Linked DNA regions of Aedes albopictus: region 1 is linked to region 2. A link is a contact called in public Hi-C data. All regions are on one chromosome and are shown on one strand. The core of a region is the stretch at or near the end of the contact, and the rest is flanking DNA. Distances in the headings are between cores, read along the strand shown. Region 1 holds the start of LOC109411128 (electron transfer flavoprotein-ubiquinone oxidoreductase, mitochondrial). Region 2 holds the start of LOC109411133 (oxysterol-binding protein-related protein 9).

Region 1 (6,902 bases), core at 736-3,235, 190 kb before region 2:
GGATGCAAATTCTTAGTGGAATTCAAAGGAACCGTACTTAACCCGATTTTCTTTTATTTACAGATATTCCCCTAACAAGCCCAGGTTAATCATCATCAAGATGTAAAAGTTAATTTTACACCCGTAGACTTCATATGTAAACTTAAGGACAGTTTAAACAACCTAGCACATCCGAAAAATATCTTTCAGCATCTTTTGACATTTTTATAATTTTCTGCAACAAAACAACAAAAATACTTGAACAAAACTGTATAATAACGATAGGAAAAATTCAGGCTCCAAATAATAAACCAATCCCAGGGGAAAAAAATGGCAACCATTACGCATATTTTTTTTCTAAGGGTGTAAGAATTCATGCTGCAATTCCATAAAAGGTTTAACAGAAATGAATCCAAATAATATTTCATAAGAGTCCATTTCAACAATTCGTCTAGAAACTCCTCGACGAGATATTTGAAAATATTTTCCAGCACCAAAACCCGCAAAAAATGTACTCAAATGTAAAAACTTCTTCTTCTTCTTCTTTGTGGCTCGACGTCTCCACTGGGACACAAGTACAATGATACACTATGCCCACAGAGAGTCGAGAAATTTTTCCCGACCGGAACGGAATCGAACCCACCGTCTCCGGATTGGCGATCCATAGCCTTAACCACTAGGCTAACTGGAGACCTATTTAGGTTAATTTTTAGTTCCATGCATAAAATCAAGAACAGTTCCTCTAATATGAAGATGAACTGGTCTTTCGAGTTATGCTATCACAGTGATTGGCTTTATAGCTACTACCAATATCATAAGTGATTTTCCTTTCTTTTAAACAGACTGTTATTTTTAGTAGTGATTTTAAGCATGGGCACTTTTGAGTTGACGCCTATTGAATGTTTAACATTTATAATTCAGCCCTGCATGCTTCAGCTTTTCATAGGTAACCTCAAAGCAACACCAATTTGAGAATGAACCCACGTAGTCATATCTAGCGGAATAAGTTGCAACAAAACGCAGCAGGTTTTCCTGATTAGGTGGCCACCAGGTTTCTCAAGCAAATGTCTCAATTGTAATTAGTTAAGCACTGCTTCAATTCAATCATCTATAAAAATCTGATGATTTAACAATTTAAGCCTCTTCTACCATCTTTGCCTCCCTTCCAAAAATTGTGGAATGCTTGCAGAATTTATGTTTATGTCCTGAAAGTAATTGGCTGTTAACTAACAAAATGCGTTCATTGTTCACTAATAAAAAAGTGTACATACCCCTTAAGATCCTTTTTCCCCAAATGTCGAATATCTGTATACTGTATCTATTATAAATTATAGGTACACAACGTATAGGTTGCCAAGAAGTGCGGGTCAAAGTCCAAAAAAAAATCTACGCTTAGGGATCACCGGTATATTATGACGCAAACAAGAAAGCCATATTTACAACGAAAGAAGCACATTTTCCAGCAGTATTTTAAAGTAAATTTTCGTTGATGCATAATTACTTTAAAAAAAGTAGTGACCCATATTTAACTAAAAATAAAACATCAAAAAATTCAGTAAAATTGATACTTACATTTCGACAGCTGTAGGATGTTCCTAGCCATGATTGAATCCTTATCACTAAATCAATTATATAACAACACTAGAGCAAATTATGCATTCAAGCAATAATATTCGTTTCACAAAACAAAATCAGCTGCTGTCCTTCGCGCAACGTACCGCGACTGAGAGATAAACTTTGCACCTAATCTATACAGACACACCAGATATGGAAGACACTTTTAGGATCTGTTTGATGGACTTGGAACTAAGTCCAATTCCGGGATAACACCTATAAATAAATGATGCTCACTGTATGACTGTATTGGGACAACACTTGTATCTAACTAAGAAACGGACAAAATATAACAAATAACATGTAGAAATTAACTGAACAACTTGGAAGTACGAGTAGAATAAATTGAACTGCAAGCTGATTTTACTCGAACAACACAAAGCCAACAACAAACGTGGAATGACAGTTTGCTCACGAAGTTAACATTGGCGTCGGAAAAGTAGGGAACGTTTGTGGAACGAACATGTGGAAGATGGATCTAGGGTGAATAATCTTAGTCCGCAGCTAGTAAAAATGGATTTGGGACATGATCTATATTCTGCATATACGTTTTATTTTTAATATGACTGGGAGAAATGTTTCAAGAGATGCAACTTAAAGCTGACTTCTCTATAGCAATTTCCATACAAACTACAAATGGCATGCTCAGACAAATCTGAAAGAATTAGCTTACCTTTTTGGTAAACCAACCATTTTCTATAGGAAATGAGTAACCCAATTGGGTTTTAAAATTATGAAAAATGTATTAATTTTTTGATTTTATACGAAAGAGCACCTTTTTCTGAACCACTATGATTTTTTTTTCAGATTTTTAGAACCTTATTTTGGTACCTAAATTCAATATCAAAGAGATTTTTTTGAAACATCTTTTGACAGCTGGACAACTGTTTGACAGCTCCGCTCAGAACAAACTGCGACGAGGTGATTCGACAAATTGCTTTTAAATAGGTTTCCGGGCTCCAAAATTCATGAAAATTTGGATTTCAGCTCAGTTTGACATGCAGATTCTGAATATCGAATTAACAACATCATTAAAGAAGCCAATTAGTTTGTTTAGTGAATAAAATATTGCTATTGTCTCTAGCCTAACCGAAAGAGCTCATTTTTCTGAGTACAACGTGATTTTATTGCGTTCCATAACTTTGTTTTGGCGGTTGAATAAACAAAATAGTTTTTACTTTTGTGGATAGAATGACAGTTCATCCACAGACAAACAGATGTAACACCTTGAACAAAAAGTGGCACGAATCACTGTGTTGTGCAATATCGTCAACAGAAGGCGCTAGTGTGAAACGTCAAACGCATAGAAAAACGATGCGCGTGCCTCTGGTTGTGAAAACCACAACTATGAAAATTTAAAATGATCGTTAAAAGCGTGGTCGATGAAAATTTCGCAAGTGTTACGTCTGTTTGTCTGTGGTTCATCTCGAACAAAAAATTTACCCCATAAAAACTTAAAGTGCATTTTAAAAATAGTTCCCGGGCACAAAAAATCATGGAATGTAGGATTTCGGCAAATTTTTGGGCGGGGATTCCGATTATGAAATAACCTGGATACCCATAAAGAACCCATCGTTTAGTCTAGGGGAGCAAACAAGGGAGCAAACAATCTAAAACTTGCATTAGAGCACCTTTACCGGTGCGCGACTAAACTAAATTACATAGCGCAGTATCATAGCGCTATACCTTATCGGGGGCTACTAACCGGGCTAGTAAAAAAGCAGCGAGGCTTTCGGGAAACATCGAGCGCACAAATTTAGGCGCCCGATAGTTGCGCAGGAAACGATTGCTATTTCATATATGTCAAAAGTGTTGTGTTGTTTTTTATTTGTTTGTTTCGAACAAAACGCACCAGTGGTAAGCAACAAATTTTGTAAACACTTGCAGTTAGAGAAAATCTGCTGCGAATATCACAAGCGAAAATGTCCAGGAGTGCCCCCTCAAGAAATTCCTCCGGGGAACCCTACAGCATTTTCTCCTTTGATTCCTCAATAAACTCCTGGAATTTCTTCAGGCATCCCTCCGGAGATTAATATAGAAATCGGTCCGGGTATTTCTCTTGGGATTCCTCCAGGAATTCTTCCAGAGATTCCTGTAGCAATTGTTCCTGTAATTCATTAAGGAACTTCTCCGGGAATTTCTTCAGAAATTCCCTTTTATAATATTTCTAGAGCTCTTTTACGATTCTTCCTGTAATTTATTCTGTCATTCCTGCAAGAGTTCGTACAGGAATTCCTCCAGCAATTCTTCCAGTTATTCCTACGGGGATTATTGCAGGAAATCCTCCAGGATTGCTCAAGAATTTATCCGGAGATTAATCCGGAAGTTCCTCCGGAAATTTCATATAAAATTTCTGTGGAGATTCCTCCTAGAATTCCTTTAAAGATTCCCCTAGAAATTCATCCGAAAATTCCTCAGGTGAATTCCCGAGGAATTCCCGGAGGAATTTCACTAAGGATTCCCTGGAGAAATGCCTGGAGCAATCCTCAGGGAATAGCCGGAAGGAATTACTGGAAAAAATCCACGGAGGAATTTCCTGAAGGAACATCCGAGTAAATTTCTGAATGAACCCCCGGAGGAATTTCTGGAGAAATTCCTAATGGAATTCCTGGAGAAATTATTGGAAAAATTCCCGGAGGAATCCTCGGCGGAATTCCTAGAGGAATTCTTGGAGGAATCCTCGGTGAAATTCCTGGAGGTATTCCCGAAGGAATTCCTGGAGGAATCCTTGGAGGAATTTCCGGAGGTATTCCTTGAGGAATTCCCGGAAGAATTCCGGAAGGAATTCTCGGAAGAATTCCTGAAGGAATTCTCAGAGAAATCCCCGGAGGAATTCCTGATGGAATCCCCGGAGGAATTCCTGGAGGAATTTCTGAAGGTATTCCCGGAGAAATTCCTGAAGGAATTCCCGGAGGAATTCCTGGAGAAATTCCCGGAGGAACTCCTGAAGGAATTCCCGGAGGAATTCCCGGAGGAATTCCCGGAGGAATTCCCGGAGGAATTCCCGGAGGAAATCCTGGAGGAATCCTCGGAGGAATCCTCGGAGGAATCCTCGGAGGAATCCTCGGAGGAATCCTCGGAGGAATTCTCGGAGAAATCCTCGAAGGAATTCTCGAAGGAATTCTCGGAGGAATTCCCGGAAGAATTCTCGGAGGAATCCCCGACGGAATTCCTGGAATGATCCCCGGAGGAATTCCTTGAGGAATCATCTGAGAATTCCGGAAGAATTTCGTGAGGAATCCCCAAAGGAATTTCTGATTGAATCTCCGGAGGAACTCTTGGAGGAATCCCCGGAGGAATCCCGAAAAGAAATCCCAGTAGAAATTTTAGGTAAAATCCCGGAATCCCGGAAGGGATTCCTGGGGAATACGTATTGCTCGAGGATACTCAGTAAAAATTCATGCTAGAATTTCAGAGGGAATTCCTGGGGAATCCCAGCAGAAATTCTTCCATAATATGTTTCCAAAATATTTCGTTTATACCGCAACAGTATTTGGCAACGACCGGTACGCAATCCGGTAACTAAATATAGTAGCGACCGGTGTGGAAATGAGTAACTATACTAAAATGACAACTCTGTGGGCAATCATTTTACTCGCCCAGATAGTAGCCCCCGGTAAACTTGCTCTAAGAGACAATTATACCGCTGGAATAAGCAAACTTTTAACACTCATTACGTCCTATAATGCGTCTTCCTGTTTGTTTGTTTGTTTGTTTGTTCGTTTGTTTGTTTGTTTGTTTGTTTGTTTGTTTGTTTGTTTGTTTGTTTGTTTGTTTGTTTGTTTGTTTGTTTGTTTGTTTGTTTGTTTGTTTGTTTGTTTGTTTGTTTGTTTGTTTGTTTGTTTGTTTGTTTGTTTGTTTGTTTGTTTGTTTGTTTGTTTGTTTGTTTGTTTGTTTGTTTGTTTGTTTGTTTGTTTGTTTGTTTGTTTGTTTGTTTGTTTGTTTGTTTGTTTGTTTGTTTGTTTGTTTGTTTGTTTGTTTGTTTGTTTGTTTGTTTGTTTGTTTGTTTGTTTGTTTGTTTGTTTGTTTGTTTGTTTGTTTGTTTGTTTGTTTGTTTGTTTGTTTGTTTGTTTGTTTGTTTGTTTGTTTGTTTGTTTGTTTGTTTGTTTGTTTGTTTGTTTGTTTGTTTGTTTGTTTGTTTGTTTGTTTGTTTGTTTGTTTGTTTGTTTGTTTGTTTGTTTGTTTGTTTGTTTGTTTGTTTGTTTGTTTGTTTGTTTGTTTGTTTGTTTGTTTGTTTGTTTGTTTGTTTGTTTGTTTGTTTGTTTGTTTGTTTGTTTGTTTGTTTGTTTGTTTGTTTGTTTGTTTGTTTGTTTGTTTGTTTGTTTGTTTGTTTGTTTGTTTGTTTGTTTGTTTGTTTGTTTGTTTGTTTGTTTGTTTGTTTGTTTGTTTGTTTGTTTGTTTGTTTGTTTGTTTGTTTGTTTGTTTGTTTGTTTGTTTGTTTGTTTGTTTGTTTGTTTGTTTGTTTGTTTGTTTGTTTGTTTGTTTGTTTGTTTGTTTGTTTGTTTGTTTGTTTGTTTGTTTGTTTGTTTGTTTGTTTGTTTGTTTGTTTGTTTGTTTGTTTGTTTGTTTGTTTGTTTGTTTGTTTGTTTGTTTGTTTGTTTGTTTGTTTGTTTGTTTGTTTGTTTGTTTGTTTGTTTGTTTGTTTGTTTGTTTGTTTGTTTGTTTGTTTGTTTGTTTGTTTGTTTGTTTGTTTGTTTGTTTGTTTGTTTGTTTGTTTGTTTGTTTGTTTGTTTGTTTGTTTGTTTGTTTGTTTGTTTGTTTGTTTGTTTGTTTGTTTGTTTGTTTGTTTGTTTGTTTGTTTGTTTGTTTGTTTGTTTGTTTGTTTGTTTGTTTGTTTGTTTGTTTGTTTGTTTGTTAGTTAGTTGGTTAGTTAGTTAGTTAGTTAGTTAGTTAGTTAGTTAGTTAGTTAGTTAGTTAGTTAGTTAGTTAGTTAGTTAGTTAGTTAGTTAGTTAGTTAGTTAGTTAGTTAGTTAGTTAGTTAGTTAGTTAGTTAGTTAGTTAGTTAGTTAGTTAGTTAGTTAGTTAGTTAGTTAGTTAGTTAGTTAGTTAGTTAGTTAGTTAGTTAGTTAGTTAGTTAGTTAGTTAGTTAGTTAGTTAGTTAGTTAGTTAGTTAGTTAGTTAGTTAGTTAGTTAGTTAGTTAGTTAGTTAGTTAGTTAGTTAGTTAGTTAGTTAGTTAGTTAGTTAGTTAGTTAGTTAGTTAGTTAGTTAGTTAGTTAGTTAGTTAGTTAGTTAGTTAGTTAGTTAGTTAGTTAGTTAGTTAGTTAGTTAGTTAGTTAGTTAGTTAGTTAGTTAGTTAGTTAGTTAGTTA
Region 2 (7,238 bases), core at 456-2,955:
ATTTGGATTGGATTTGGATTGGATTTGGATTGGATTTGGATTGGATTTGGATTGGATTTGGATTGGATTTGGATTGGATTTGGATTGGATTTGGATTGGATTTGGATTGGATTTGGATTGGATTTGGATTGGATTTGGATTGGATTTGGATTGGATTTGGATTGGATTTGGATTGGATTTGGATTGGATTTGGATTGGATTTGGATTGGATTTGGATTGGATTTGGATTGGATTTGGATTGGATTTGGATTGGATTTGGATTGGATTTGGATTGGATTTGGATTGGATTCGGATTGGATTTAGATTGGATTTGGATTGGATTTGGATTGGATGTGGATTGGATTTGGATTGGATTTGGATTGGATTTGGATTGGATTTGGATTGGATTTGGATTTGGATTGGATTTGGATTGGATTTGGATTGGATTCGGATTGGATTTAGATTGGATTTGGATTGGATTTGGATTGGATTTGGATTGGATTTGGATTGGATTTGGATTGGATTTGGATTGGATTTGGATTTGGATTGGATTTGGATTGGATTTGGATTGGATTTGGATTGGATTTGGATTGGATTTGGATTGGATTTGGATTGGATTTGGATTGGATTTGGATTGGATTTGGATTGGATTTGGATTGGATTTGGATTGGATTTGGATTGGATTTGGATTAAGTTTGAATTGGATGCTTCCCGGGCACGAAATTTCATGAAAATTTGGATTACGGCCCAGTTTGGCGTACATGTAGGACTATTAGTTAATACGGTATTGACATATCTATCAGTGGCTCATATTTTAACACTGGTTCAATTGCATCATGAAAAAGTGTTCCATAATGTTCATAATAATGCTCATGTGCCTCACTTTTTTTTATTAATTATTTTTATTAACTTTTTGCTTATTAATTATTTTTGTTAACTTTTGATTAAATATTCCGTTTCCAGGTTCTGTTTGTCTTTAGTCTTTAATGGATCATTGAAGCCGACTTTTCCGCTACTCATCGCATCAAAACAAAAGCGCCACCGTATATGGACGGTAACACAGTGACAGCAGTGGAGTTACGTCAAACAAACAAGGCTACGGTGGCGCTATCTGTTCATTTCATAGCGGCCGTTTTAGTTATTTTAGTGATCCATTGAGAGTATCTAAATAAAACAATAATTTGATATGTGTTTCAGCTGTCTACATTTGGCCTACAGATAAAGATGCGGGACGTGACATTCTCGTGTGGTCTATTTCATTTTGACTGGCCGTTGTTTGCATCAGTAAGTATTATAGTATAAGATTATTATATATAATTAGTATAATTATAGTATAAGATTATAATATATAGGTGAATCATCATTCAGGCAACCTTTGAACCGAGCATTGAACATTAACGTGAAGACCTAATTTCGGACCTAATAGCATTGAAATTAATTATTTACATTTCAGATACTCGCCGCAATAGCAATGTACTTGGTTTTTCTGATTCAATTTGACGTATCACCCACCCAAGTGCCGACCAACTCCACAGTGAAATAATTCTCATATTTTCCGATCATCTGCCAATCGATTTCAAAGCAAATTTTCCGCACCAGTGTTGTGTGAATCACACTTTTTCATTTTCAAGCATTGTAAACTACAGTTCGAGCACCGTCCAGGGGATCCTCCAGTTCACAACGCCACTGCTTTCTGGTTACAAAAACAACAACAAACCTTGACGTTTCTCGCCGCTCGTCTGACGTCGGGTGACAAGTTTTTGTGTGATTTTTGTCCGAGTTCGAATCGCGTCGTGTTTTGCTTGCGCAAATTGTGTGAAATTCCAGTGATTTCGTCGGGTAAATTTTAGTGAATCGTTGCGGGAAAAAGCGGTGGATTAGCGAGCAGACCAGCAACAATGGCAATGCTAGAAGGCACCCTCTCCAAGTGGACGAACGTAATGAAGGGATGGCAGTATCGTTGGTTCGTGCTGGATGAGTATGCGGGGCTGTTGTCCTACTACACGGTATGTACGAACACTGTTTTGCGTTATCCCTCTCTTATCACTGCCTGTTATCGGCCATTTTCACGCCGGGGAAGTTGATATGCGAAAGTTGCCGATGATTCTTCCGTTACCGGAGTCGTTATCGTTGGTAAGGTGGGAAGTGTTAGTCAAAACATTAGTAATGACGCATCACAACACTGTCTTCCTCAATGGGAACATAAAATAAACATTACCCCCGCCCCTTTTAAGGTCGGTCAGGTGCTCAAGGATATCCAATCATACAAGCGAACGTGACTCGATTCTAACGAGGCCAATATTCAAATAAATACACATGATATGTTTTCATTTAAAATCGTCAATATGAATCATTGGTATAAAAACTACCACAATGTTTCAAACAAAACTTACATCCTTAAAACTATCTGGTTATGGACTATCTCAAAGGTATTCTCATGTATAAATTGTTGGCATTCTAAAAAATCCTCTAACTAGATCCTATCAAGTAGTAAAATGCCTTCTGTTTAGCTTAATTCATATCAAGATAGTGATTTAAACTTAAATTAACAGATACGTAAACCAAAAAATATTCAAGATGTTGACTGATATTATTCAAATTATTAGCTGTAGTCACAAGGTCTAGTTTGAAAGTTGAAATACATTTGCGAGGTATATCATTAGTAATTAACACCAAATTACCAAATTTGTCGGATGTCTTACAAGGAACTTCTTAAAAATTGCGATGAAAATGTGATTTGCCAAGAAAAATAAAACTCCTGAGAACTATGAAAAGTTTATTCCCGAAAGTTTGCAATGATTATGAGAGTTAATAATGACTTCAAGATCCTTATCAAAAATGTGTATACCAGAAATATAGCTGCATTATTTGTCAATTGGTAGGAAGTTATTTAAATTAACCCGTGATAGTGAGCTTAAAAGTTTAAAGGAACGAAGGGCTTTGAGCTTCTACAGAGTAAATTAAATCTAAGGGTGCGATTCGCTATTGATCCTAGACCAACATCTGAGGATCCTCATCGTAATGCTCATTTTTACTTCACGAACGCAGAAGTGTTTTAATCGTATGCACGTCAAAACAAGTTTTGCATATCCCTTTCGAAGCGGACCATAAAAGACTGATTACATGCAGAGCCGTAGCGTGGGGTTGGCCGGGTTGGCCCCCGCCAAGGGCGCCAGCCTCAGAGGAGCGGCAAATTGGCCAAAGGCTGGAAGGAATGATATGGTGTTTTTAACAAGATTCAAACTAATGCACTGTATCTCAGAAACACACATATTTTCACACCCCACAGTTATCATGTTTTTGCTGTTGTAGCATTTTTCCATATACAGATTTGTTCAGACTTTCTTTTGAATGTTTACAATAGTTTTTCCTGGGAATTCATACCCCTTTTAAGATATTATTCTATATTTTTCCCAATTTAAGCTTAAAAAATAAGAAATAAAAATAGGAAGCTTTGTGTGAATTTTCAAAAATCACAATTTCTGTAGAAGTTTTATTAAATCCATCAGCATTCTCACTATGTCTCAAGTTATCTTCCAAATATGTTTTCAACCAAATCAACCATTTCAAAAAATATTGAGCATTGCATTTTAAAACTTGATCTCATCAATAAATATGGTTCCTGTGAAAATCTAGCTGTATAGCTACAAGTTGTTTGTCTTAGTTATGTTTTTTTTTTAATAATTAATTGGCTATTCCAAGCCTACTTTCCATAGTCCGTGCCCCCGAATCAACATAAGTTGATGAAAGTTAAGGTTGATAAGATAGATTTTGTTATTAGAGCAACTAATTCGAAAAACAGCCCCTACCAATCTCAATTGCTTTTGCAATTAACTACTACAGATCTACTTATGAAATATTTCGATTTAATATCTTGAAAATTTCATAAAGCACCTGTGGTACGCACAAAACTGAATGAACTTTTCACGGAAATAGGCTTCTTAGAGGACTCCAGGATAGTTATAAACTTCAGGAAGTATGCTGTTAAAAAAGCTATTGAAGTTGTGTTGAAAAGTGATATAAAAAAACTGAATGAATGTGAAACAGTTTGGTAGAAATAAACAGATGAATGTCTAAATATCTCAAAAAATATAACGTTGAAAACACAACAAATTAAATACAATGCTTTCAAAACAGTTTTTAATGGAAATTCGAAACAAATATGAAATTCTCGAGAATAAAATATTTTTTCTCAAAAAATGTCACCAAAATATCAGAACAAAAAAACTTTTGAAGACATTTTATAAAAATGAAAACAATAGACATTACTATGGGGCGCAAATCAGGATGCTTGCCAAGGGCGCCGTGGAACCACGCTACGGCTCTGATTACATGTATCTCATTTTTTCTCTAAACATCTTCTAGAATAAAACATTCTTTACTTCGGCTACTTTATCCACCTATGCACTTTTTGGGGTCAAATAAAGACATCTGTGATATTGACGTTAAGAATCATGAGATCACTCTTAAAACTCGTTTTCCTTAAAAAAGCTACTCGTAGCTAGCAATTTTTAAATGTTGTACATACGTCTCTATTAATGAAATTGAATTGTTCTCAGTTGTAAGGTCATCCAAATCTCTAAATTTGTTAATGTTAAGTTCTTTCTTTGAAATAGTGTTATTGACTACAGAAAAACAAATTTAACTAAATTGAAAAATAAAGACCAGCACAAGTTTGCTGGTCCGTCTTCAAGGCGGTCGATGTTTTTGCTGAACATTGCCTACTTTTAGGCGTTTTATGTTATAGAAGAATGATTGTAATTATTAAATCAGTACAAAGTGTTAGTTTGTAGAAATTTAGACGTATAATTTAAACCCAAGGAACACGAGGTTTGACAGTGTATTCAAATCATAGAAGTGAATAAAACACAACAAAACATAATGTAATACATTATTTCGATAATATGGATTAATATTAATCACCCAAGTATTCAAAGTTCTTTATAATACTCGTACAAGCTGATATCGTGTTCCTTGAGTTGAAATACGTCGATTTTTTTTACAAACTAACACTTTGTAGTGATTTAATAAATAAAATCAATCTTCTGTACCATAAAACGCCTCACAATAGGCAATTTCCGATGAAACTTCGACCGCCTTGAGGACGAACCAGCACAATTGTGCTGGTCCAACTTTGACTATCCAGAAATTTTGTGCTTTTCAACAAAGTATCGCTTTTTCTTCGCCGTTTTGCAGAACTACTCTTTTTAAATCGATTTGAATCTCTGCATACTTGGACTAAAATAATATTTATAAAAATATGACAGATAAATTTTTTTTTCAACTTCTAGGGTTATTGTTTACTTTTTGTTTAACTTAGGCTGATACAAATTTAATTTTGACTTTTTGTCTCCCCCCCTCCCCTTCAAAATTGTTTGGCTTGATTGCGCATTTTGAGGGGCAGATGAAAAAAATGTATCAACAAATTATCGGGTCTTGCTAAAAGTTCTTTAACAAATCCGATGAGTTTTTAATATTTTTCAGATTAAATGCTTCTTAATTTTATCCCCCCTCGACCAGCCAAAGAGTGGTGGGACAAAAAGTGAAATAAATATGTGTAACGGCCTTATTGTAGCGTTTTTTTATAAACAATTGCAATCAAAGCTGAGGCTCAGATATACAAGTATAAGTAATCACTCGATCATAAAAAATAATTACATCACATAGGGTATGTGTGTCATCAGTAATCTCACGTTCCCATATTCATCCTATTCGAAAACAAGCGATTACGATACCGATTGATTCCGTTCTTTGTGTTTACATGGGTGCTCACTTCTAACAAATAATACAAAAATAAGAAACAAAACAAAAAGCGCTCCAATCCCTTGTTTTTCGTAGGATGAAAATGGGAGCTTAATAAGGGACTCAAAACCCTATTTTGAGGAAAAACAGTTGAAAAAAATATGTAAAACTTATGCAGAAAAACAGCACGATTGTGCTGGTTTGTCCAGAAAGGGAAATGTTGGGCATTAATTTTTGTTCTCCCAAAAAAAATATACCTATATCTCCATATAAGTTATGTTATTTTATTCGGATTCAGCGGCCCAAAATCTGTCAGAGACACATAAGTTTGCTCTTGAGACAGACCAAAAGTTATTTTTTGTTACGCTGTGTATTCGGAAAATCTGTCAGAAATTACTTGATAAAAAAGTTTTGATTTAATTATTTCCGTACTTGCACTATACATTTCTTTGATTGTCCGGGATTCTTCATAAACTCGTTCTTAATATGTTTCTACACCTTATGTCCAAATTTAATATGGGCCTTTATGTTACTCTGTTAGAAACCCCACAGTAGAAGTGGTCCTTACTGTCTACTCTCTGCGAAAATTACTCATTGTTAATCCTCCTTTGACCGTGTAGCTGTCGGCTTAGAATAGCACTACAGACCACCTGTTCCGGGAGTAAAAGACCAACAAACAGATAACCACAATCCAAGGTGTCAGGCTACCCGCACTGATGGATGAATGGTTGAGGGGGTGTAAAAGATGCTCGATCTTTAACTGAGCCAGTAACATGGGTAGATCACACAACTAACAAAAATTAACTTTTGATCTGTCTCAAGAGCAAACTTATGTGTCTTTGACAGCTTTTGGGCCGCTGATTCCGAATCCGGGCTCAGATTTGCTCCAGCACGTCACAATTTTGAGCTATACCTCAATTTATAGGGCAAAATATGCGATTTTGGACTTTTTTGACTGCTTGTTATTAAGCATGGCAATTTTTTTTAAGCAATCAAAAGGTAAATTCCATGTTGGATCTTCTTCATACTTACCTTACAGATCAGGCTAAGGCCGGGGTGGCCTCTGCTGTACATAGTAGCCGCCTCCATTCCACTCGGTCCATGGCTGTTTGTCTCCAGTTCCGCACTCTGCGTAGGGTCCGCAGATCGTCCTCCACTTGGTCGACCCACCTAGCTCGCTGCGCTCCACGTCTTCTTGTACCGGTCGGATGACTCTCGAGAACCATTTTAGTCGGGTTGCTATCTGACATCCTGATGACGTGACCCGCCCACCGTAGCCTCCCGATTTTCGCGGTATGGACGATGGTTGGTTCTCTTAGCAGCTGATGCAGCTCGTGGTTCATTCGCCTTCTCCAAGTCCCGTCTTCCATCTGCACTCCGCCGTAGATGGTACGCAACACCTTCCGTTCAAAAACTCCAAGGGCGCGTTGGTCCTCTGCACGTAGGGTCCATGTTTCGTGCCCATAGAGGACGACCGGTCTAATCAGCGTTTTGTAGATAGTTAACTTCGTGTTACG

Evidence for each region. A called contact is a pair of places that touch in the nucleus more often than the background predicts.
Region 1: a contact with region 2 is called in a Hi-C map of whole body, with 6 times the contacts expected there. The contact joins the promoter of LOC109411128 here to the promoter of LOC109411133 in region 2. A contact is called at or near these places in 2 of 3 Hi-C or Micro-C datasets (embryo and whole body).

What each region holds. Positions count from the first base shown.
Region 1 is chr2:287,257,428-287,264,329 of AalbF5, reverse strand. It overlaps LOC109411128 (electron transfer flavoprotein-ubiquinone oxidoreductase, mitochondrial), which reads right to left and starts at 1,985. Exons shown (of 5, transcript XM_029872969.2): 1 at 1,831-1,985; 2 at 1,552-1,727. The coding sequence starts at 1,582.
Region 2 is chr2:287,071,249-287,078,486 of AalbF5, reverse strand. It overlaps LOC109411133 (oxysterol-binding protein-related protein 9), which reads left to right and starts at 1,705. Exons shown (of 15, transcript XM_029872961.2): 1 at 1,705-1,985. The coding sequence starts at 1,878.